2 separate regions of the Sus scrofa genome follow, and region 2 is linked to region 1. Evidence: chromatin contacts called from public Hi-C data. All regions are on one chromosome and are shown on one strand. The core of a region is the stretch at or near the end of the contact, and the rest is flanking DNA. Distances in the headings are between cores, read along the strand shown.

What was found. A called contact is a pair of places that touch in the nucleus more often than the background predicts.
Region 2: a contact with region 1 is called in a Hi-C map of liver, with 13 times the contacts expected there. The contact joins the promoter of GSTK1 here to the promoter of LOC110257570 in region 1. A contact is called at or near these places in 1 of 5 promoter capture datasets (liver), 3 of 47 Hi-C or Micro-C datasets (heart right ventricle, liver and mesenteric adipose tissue) and 1 of 2 datasets of contacts at active chromatin or transcription factors (alveolar macrophages).

The regions. Positions count from the first base shown.
Region 1 is chr18:6,631,321-6,634,335 of Sscrofa11.1, reverse strand. LOC110257570 (TRPM8 channel-associated factor 2-like) reads right to left here and starts at 1,354. Exons shown (of 8, transcript XM_021078927.1): 1 at 1,158-1,354.
Region 2 is chr18:6,997,763-7,000,868 of Sscrofa11.1, reverse strand. GSTK1 (glutathione S-transferase kappa 1) reads left to right here and starts at 1,801. Exons shown (of 8, transcript NM_001315574.1): 1 at 1,801-2,017; 2 at 2,534-2,615; 3 at 2,804-2,932. The coding sequence starts at 1,946. It overlaps LOC106508196 (a long non-coding RNA gene), which reads right to left and starts at 1,703. Exons shown (of 4, transcript XR_001304823.2): 1 at 1,504-1,703.

The DNA.
Region 1 (3,015 bases), core at 105-2,604:
GCTCAAATAAGCTACCTGCACTTGGTCCTTGTAGGAGGCTTTGCTATGGGGAACAAGCTAAATCGACAGACACCAAACCCTTCACCGCACCTGCCTCAACCCTGTCCTTCCTCCCTCCCGTCTGCACACACCACCAGCCATCTCACTTCATCTTTCATCTGTTTCTCAAGTGTCAGTTCAGCCAAGGCACCTTCACACCCAGATGAACCCAATCCGGTTTCCGTCTCATCTACAATCTTACTCAAGCCATCCCTTTTTTCTCCCCTTCATTTTTGAACGTTTTATACAAGTATAGTTGATTTATAAGATCGTGATAATTTCTGGTCTATAACAAAATTATTCAGTTACACATATACACATATCCATTCTCTTTCAGACTCTTTTCCCACAAAGAATATATTGCAGAATATAGGGTAGAGTTCCCTGTGCTATAACAGCAGGGTTCCGCTGGCCTCAAGCCATCCTACTCAAAGCTCTTCCTAATCAGAACCCTGCATTTTCATCGCCTCCCCCCAGGTAAGAGCTGAGCGTCTCACCCTGGTTAAGCCTCCAGGCTACCCACGGTTTTCTAGACTTTGTACCTTTCACATACTCGATAGCTCCAGGAGGTCTGGTTCCCTGAGCACTGCCCCGTATTTCCTAATACCGCCGCCAGGCAAGTGAATTCACAAAACTCCACAGTCTGCAGCTGAGGGCTGGAGCGTGCGCTGAGGGATCTCGGCTTGCCCCGTTTCCAGTAAGAAAAGCAGAGACAAGTCGCAAGCATGAGGTCAAGCTAACCGCCTCTGAGCAGACAGGGACATCTGTCACGAATCAGGACTCCCCAATTTTCCAGGAAAACAACCAAAAGACTCCAGAAGAAGTGTAAAAAGTTCTCAGAACTCGGATCCCAACTCTCCGGAACTACGTGCACGCGCGCGCGCGCAAAGACCCACCCACGCAATCACTCGTCTGTTCCCAAAGTCTTGACTCCCAAATTCCGAGAGGCGAGAGAAAGTGTATTGAGACAACTGTGGAAACGAAACGAAAACGTAAACCTAAGAACACCCCGACAGCTAGGCGTTCGCCGGCCTGCGTCCGGCGCCTGGCGGCGCACGCTCGGCCCCCACCGCACCCCATCCCGCGGACGCGCTAGCGAAAGCGCTCGGCAAACTCACACTGCGGCGGCCGGGTTGGTGCGCTGCGCGGGCTCGGGCGCTGAGGCCGGTGCGGCGGCTCTGCGAGCGGTCCTGGGGCGCGGCCGGCACAAGCTGGCGGACAGGGCGGGGAGTCGGAGCCGCGGTCAAGGCCACCTCCCCACGGCCCCACCCGTCCCGCCGCACCTGGGGCAGTGCCGGAGGCGTGCCGGGAACCGGCGGGGTGCGCAGCCCGCCCCCTGTGGGCGGGGTCCGTCCCCTGTGGGCGGGGTCCGTCCCCTGTGGGCGGGGTCCGTCCCCTGTGGGCGGGGTCCGTCCCCTGTGGGCGGGGTCCGTCCCCTGTGGGCGGGGTCCGTCCCCTGTGGGCGGGGTCCGTCCCCTGTGGGCGGGGTCCGTCCCCTGTGGGCGGGGTCCGTCCCCTGTGGGCGGGGTCCGTCCCCTGTGGGCGGGGTCCGTCCCCTGTGGGCGGGGTCCGTCCCCTGTGGGCGGGGTCCGCCCGCCCGCTGGGGCGGAGCCAAAGCCCGCTGCTCGACCCTCGGAGGGTTCCGGCGGTGCGACGGGAGCTCGGCGGCATTCGTGTCTGATTTGGTGAGGAGCGCAAGCGCCGCGTCTCCTACACACCAGACTCGGGGAGGACAAACCCCCCGCAGTGACCTACGCCGTGGCCGAGGGTCTGCTTTGGCCCAGCGTGGAGGCGGGGCCCCTTCGCTGCCGGAACTGCGACCGCCGCGTCGCGCTGGCCCGGCGCCTCCTGCGTTCAGGGGCTGCCCCCTGGTGGTCAGCCCCCGGCCGTGCACCCTGTGCAGGAGTTGATTTATTGGTGGGACGGGGCGCCCAGGGAGCTCAGCGTGAAGAGGTCGGTCTGGGGCTGTAGACTGAGGTGCTGCGCAGTGACAGGCAGGGAAGGAAACGTGCGTGTTACAGCACCAGACACGTCCATTGCAGCCAAGCTTTGGAGTGGCTGCCGCTTGAATTTCTACCTGAGAGGGGTGAGAAGGTCAAAATCAAGGTTAGCGTATTAGATTTACTAGGAATCTGATTTTGAACAGCTTTGCGCAGCAGATGCGCTATTTTTATTTTTGTGGAGGTTTTTTTTGGGGGGGGGGACAGGAAGCAGGAAGGGGTAGGAAAGTGAACGCTATAACTTGAGAGTGATTACGAGAAGGGAGCTTCAGATCCCTATAGCACCCTCCCCCCACCCTGTGGTGCTACCACTGGTTCTACCTGTAAATCTTCTCACTGTTGATAAAGTGATCGGATGTGTCCGTTTTTCTTAAATATTTATGACTGTCTCTTCGTTTTGTTTTCTTTGTTTGTTTTTTGCTTTTTGGGGCCTCACCCCCAACATATGGACGTTCCCAGGCTAGGGATGGAATCACAGTTATAGCTGCCAGCCTACACCACAGCCACAGACAGAAACGTGGGATCCCAGCCGCCTTTGCGACCTACGCCACAGCTTAGGGCAATGTGTGAGCCCAACTAGACCCACTGAGTGAGGCCAGGGATGGAAACTGTGAGGACACAGGGAGAAGGTGACCGGCCCAAGCCACCGAGAGAGGCTTCTGGGAAGCCAAACCGTGCTGGCACCTTGATATTGTTCTTCCAGCCTCCAGAACCATGACAAAGTACATTTCTATTCTTTAAGCCAAAGACAGCTCACAATTATCTAATCAGTCTAACTGCCATTTGTAGCAACACGGATGGGTCTATCCTTAGAAACTGTCATACTAAGTCAGGCTGTGAAAGACAAACGCCATATGATATCACCTATATGTGGAATCTGAAGAAAGAATACAAATGAACTTATTTGCAGAATAAAAATAGACTCTCGGGGGAGTTCCCGTCCTGGCACAGTGGTTAACCAATCCAACTAGGAACC
Region 2 (3,106 bases), core at 552-3,051, 370 kb before region 1:
CAGTTTTGATAGTTATATATGCACAAAATGTTCACATTAGGAGAAGCTGGATGAGGGAAATGCAGAAACTCTTTGTACTCCCTGTGTATCTCTTCTGTAAGTCTAAAATGATTTCCAGATATAAAGGTTTTAAAATAAAAGTGATGATCAACTTTTAAAATCTTATGACCAAGCTAAATTAGCTCTTAGATACTTTTAAACTAACACTGTTGAAGAAAAACAAAGTACAGTTTTTTAATGTCAATAATTTAGTTTCACTGATCATCATGCAATTAGTTTAATGTGAAAGTGGGTGAAGATAACATCATTTCTCATTCCATTTTATATGTTCTGTGTAAAAGTTTAAAGGTTTACACTGTATCCTTGTATTCTGATGGTCTTAGGGTTTTTTTTGTTTTGTTTTGTTTTGTTTGTCTTTTGTTGTTGTTGTTGTTGCTATTTCTTGGGCCGCTCCCGCGGCATATGGAGGTTCCCAGGCCAGGGGTTGAATCGGAGCTGTAGCCACCGGCCTACGCCAGAGCCACAGCAACGCGGGATCTGAGCTGCGTCTGCGACCTACACCACAGCTCATGGCAACGCCGGATCGTTAACCCACTGAGCAAGGGCAGGGACCGAACCCGCAACCTCATGGTTCCTAGTTGGATTCAGTTAACCACTGCGCCATGACGGGAACTCCCTAGGGTTGTTTTTCAATGCATACAAATGAGTGGAATCTTTGTAAGTTTTCCAATTCATAAAATTAGTAATATTAAGAATAATTTAATAAAATTAAATGGAATTTTTAAACTTGTTTCTTTGCAATAAATGTAATTCAAGTACAAGACAATATGACAGGAGTTCCTGCCGTGGCGCAGTGGTTAAGGAATCCGACTAGGAACCATGAGGTTGCAGGTTCGATCCCTGGCCTTGCTCAGTGGGTTAAGGATCCGGTGTTCCCGTGAGCTGTGGTGTAGGCTGCAGACGTGGCTCAGATCCCCTGTTGCTGTGGCTCTGATGTAGGCCGGCGGCTACAGCTCTGATTCGACCCCTAGCCTGGGAACCTCCATATGCGGGAATCTCCATATGCCCCGGGAGCGGCCCTAGAAAAGCCAAAAAAAAAAAAAAGAAGACAATATGACATATTTACAAGTACGAAGACAACAGACTATTCCTCATTATCCCTCCAATTACCGCTGCAGTAAGGTATCCTCTCCTTCGTTCAGAATATATTGGTTATCAAATATACTCCAGACATTGTGCTAAACTCTTGAGAAATACAAAAAAAATTATCATTGGGTCACTTCTTACTCTGCCCAGTCCCAGAAAGTCTTGCAATTGCCAAGTAACACTAAAAGCTGAGGTGAATCGTAATCCTTTCACTCCCCACAAGCCTGAATAAGGCAGTGTTATTATTATGTAAACCCTATTTTTATGCCTATGTTTACGAGAGAGGAGGCCACTGCGGTTCAGAGAGGTCAACGGGCTTGCCAGAGGCTCACAGCTAAGTGAGAGGCCAGCACTCACCCTTAAACTACGTCCGTTTGCCCCGGACTCCACTGCAGGGCAGGGCGGTGACCGTGAGGTGCTTGGGTCACCACACCGGCGCGCTCCGCAGGGGATATCCTCTCACCCTCGCCTCCCGGGCGCTCTCCGCTTTTCCAGGGCACCCCACAGCCAGCCCGACTCTGCCCGCTGCGGGCTGCGCGGCCAGGGCGGGGCGGGCGAGGCGGGGCGGGGCTGTCCCCCGAGCCGGGGGCGGGGCTCCGGGGAAGGATGGGCGGGGCGGGGCGGATGGGCGGGGCGGGGCCTGACCCCGGGGAGGCCGGGAATCGGGGCGGGGCCGAAGGTGGGGCCCGTCCTCACTCTGCGCCTGGAGCCGCGGCCTGGACGCTGCGCGCAGGAGAAAGGGAACGATCAACGCTCGGCTTGCTGGGCCGCGCTTGCTTCTCAGTTGTCCGGCTGCAGCATGGGGCCTCTCCCGCGGACCGTGGAGCTTTTCTACGATGTGCTGTCCCCCTACTCCTGGCTGGCCTTCGAGGTGACGCCTGGGGAGCCGCTTCAGCCGGGGCTTGGAGAGCAGAGGGAAGGGCGAGCTTGGGGCGCGGGAACCGCAGTCTTGTGAAACTCCTGGCTCTGCCCGGCGCGTTTAAGACACGTTGATAGAGCCAGGGCTGAAGGTCACTGTGTCGGTAAACAGGATACGATCGCTGGCTCCAGGGAGAGCCCTTATATTCTAAAGTAGGGGTTTCCTACAGTGAAAGAGGAACAGCTCCAGAGAATGTAGGAGAAATCCATGGCACCGCCACTTCTTAGCCCTCAGATGTCAGTTTTGCGGGGTAGCGTGCAGAACAGATAAAAACTGTCCACAAAGATCCTGGGATGGATTTCTAGGCGTAGAGAGTTTTGCCATTTCAAACCAAGCACTTTAGGGCCTCCTCCTAAGCCCTTCCCTGCACGTGTAGCCTCTGGCTGGTCATTACTACGAACCTTTCCCTTCCCTCAGCCTTTTTCACTGCCCATCTTTCACTCTCCATCTTCGCCTCCTCTCCTGCAGATCCTGTGCCGGTACAAGAACATCTGGAATGTCAACCTGCAGCTGTGCCCAAGCTTAATTGCAGGGATCTTAAAAGACAGCGGTAGGAAGGCGTTTTCTCCAAGGATTTGAGGGAAGACTGACTTCAGAGACCCATAGGCGCTACCACTGGAGTTTCATATTGGTGGCAGCAGCCAGTAATATGCCCTCTGCCCAAAGCCTGGGAAGGAGTCCCCCGGGCCTGGGACTCTTAGGTGTCTCTTACCAGTGAGCCTAACTGTCCATTTTCAGGAAACCAGCCACCAGCTATGCTTCCCCGCAAAGCTGTGTACATGAAAGAGGACATTAAGCGACTGGGACACCATCTCCAGGTTCCCATCCACTTCCCCAAGGATTTCTTCTCTACAATCCTTGGAAAAGGTGAAAAACATGGGATATAGATGGGGCATCAAGTGGGGAGGAGTAGATTTGGAGATCGCAAGGCTGGGAAGAAGAGGCTTAGGTGCTACGTTAAGTGCAACAAACCTTGGGAAAACTCAGGATAAGAGTTGAGCGAGGTTGTGGGGACGTAAGGACAGGAAGAACAGGACTAAT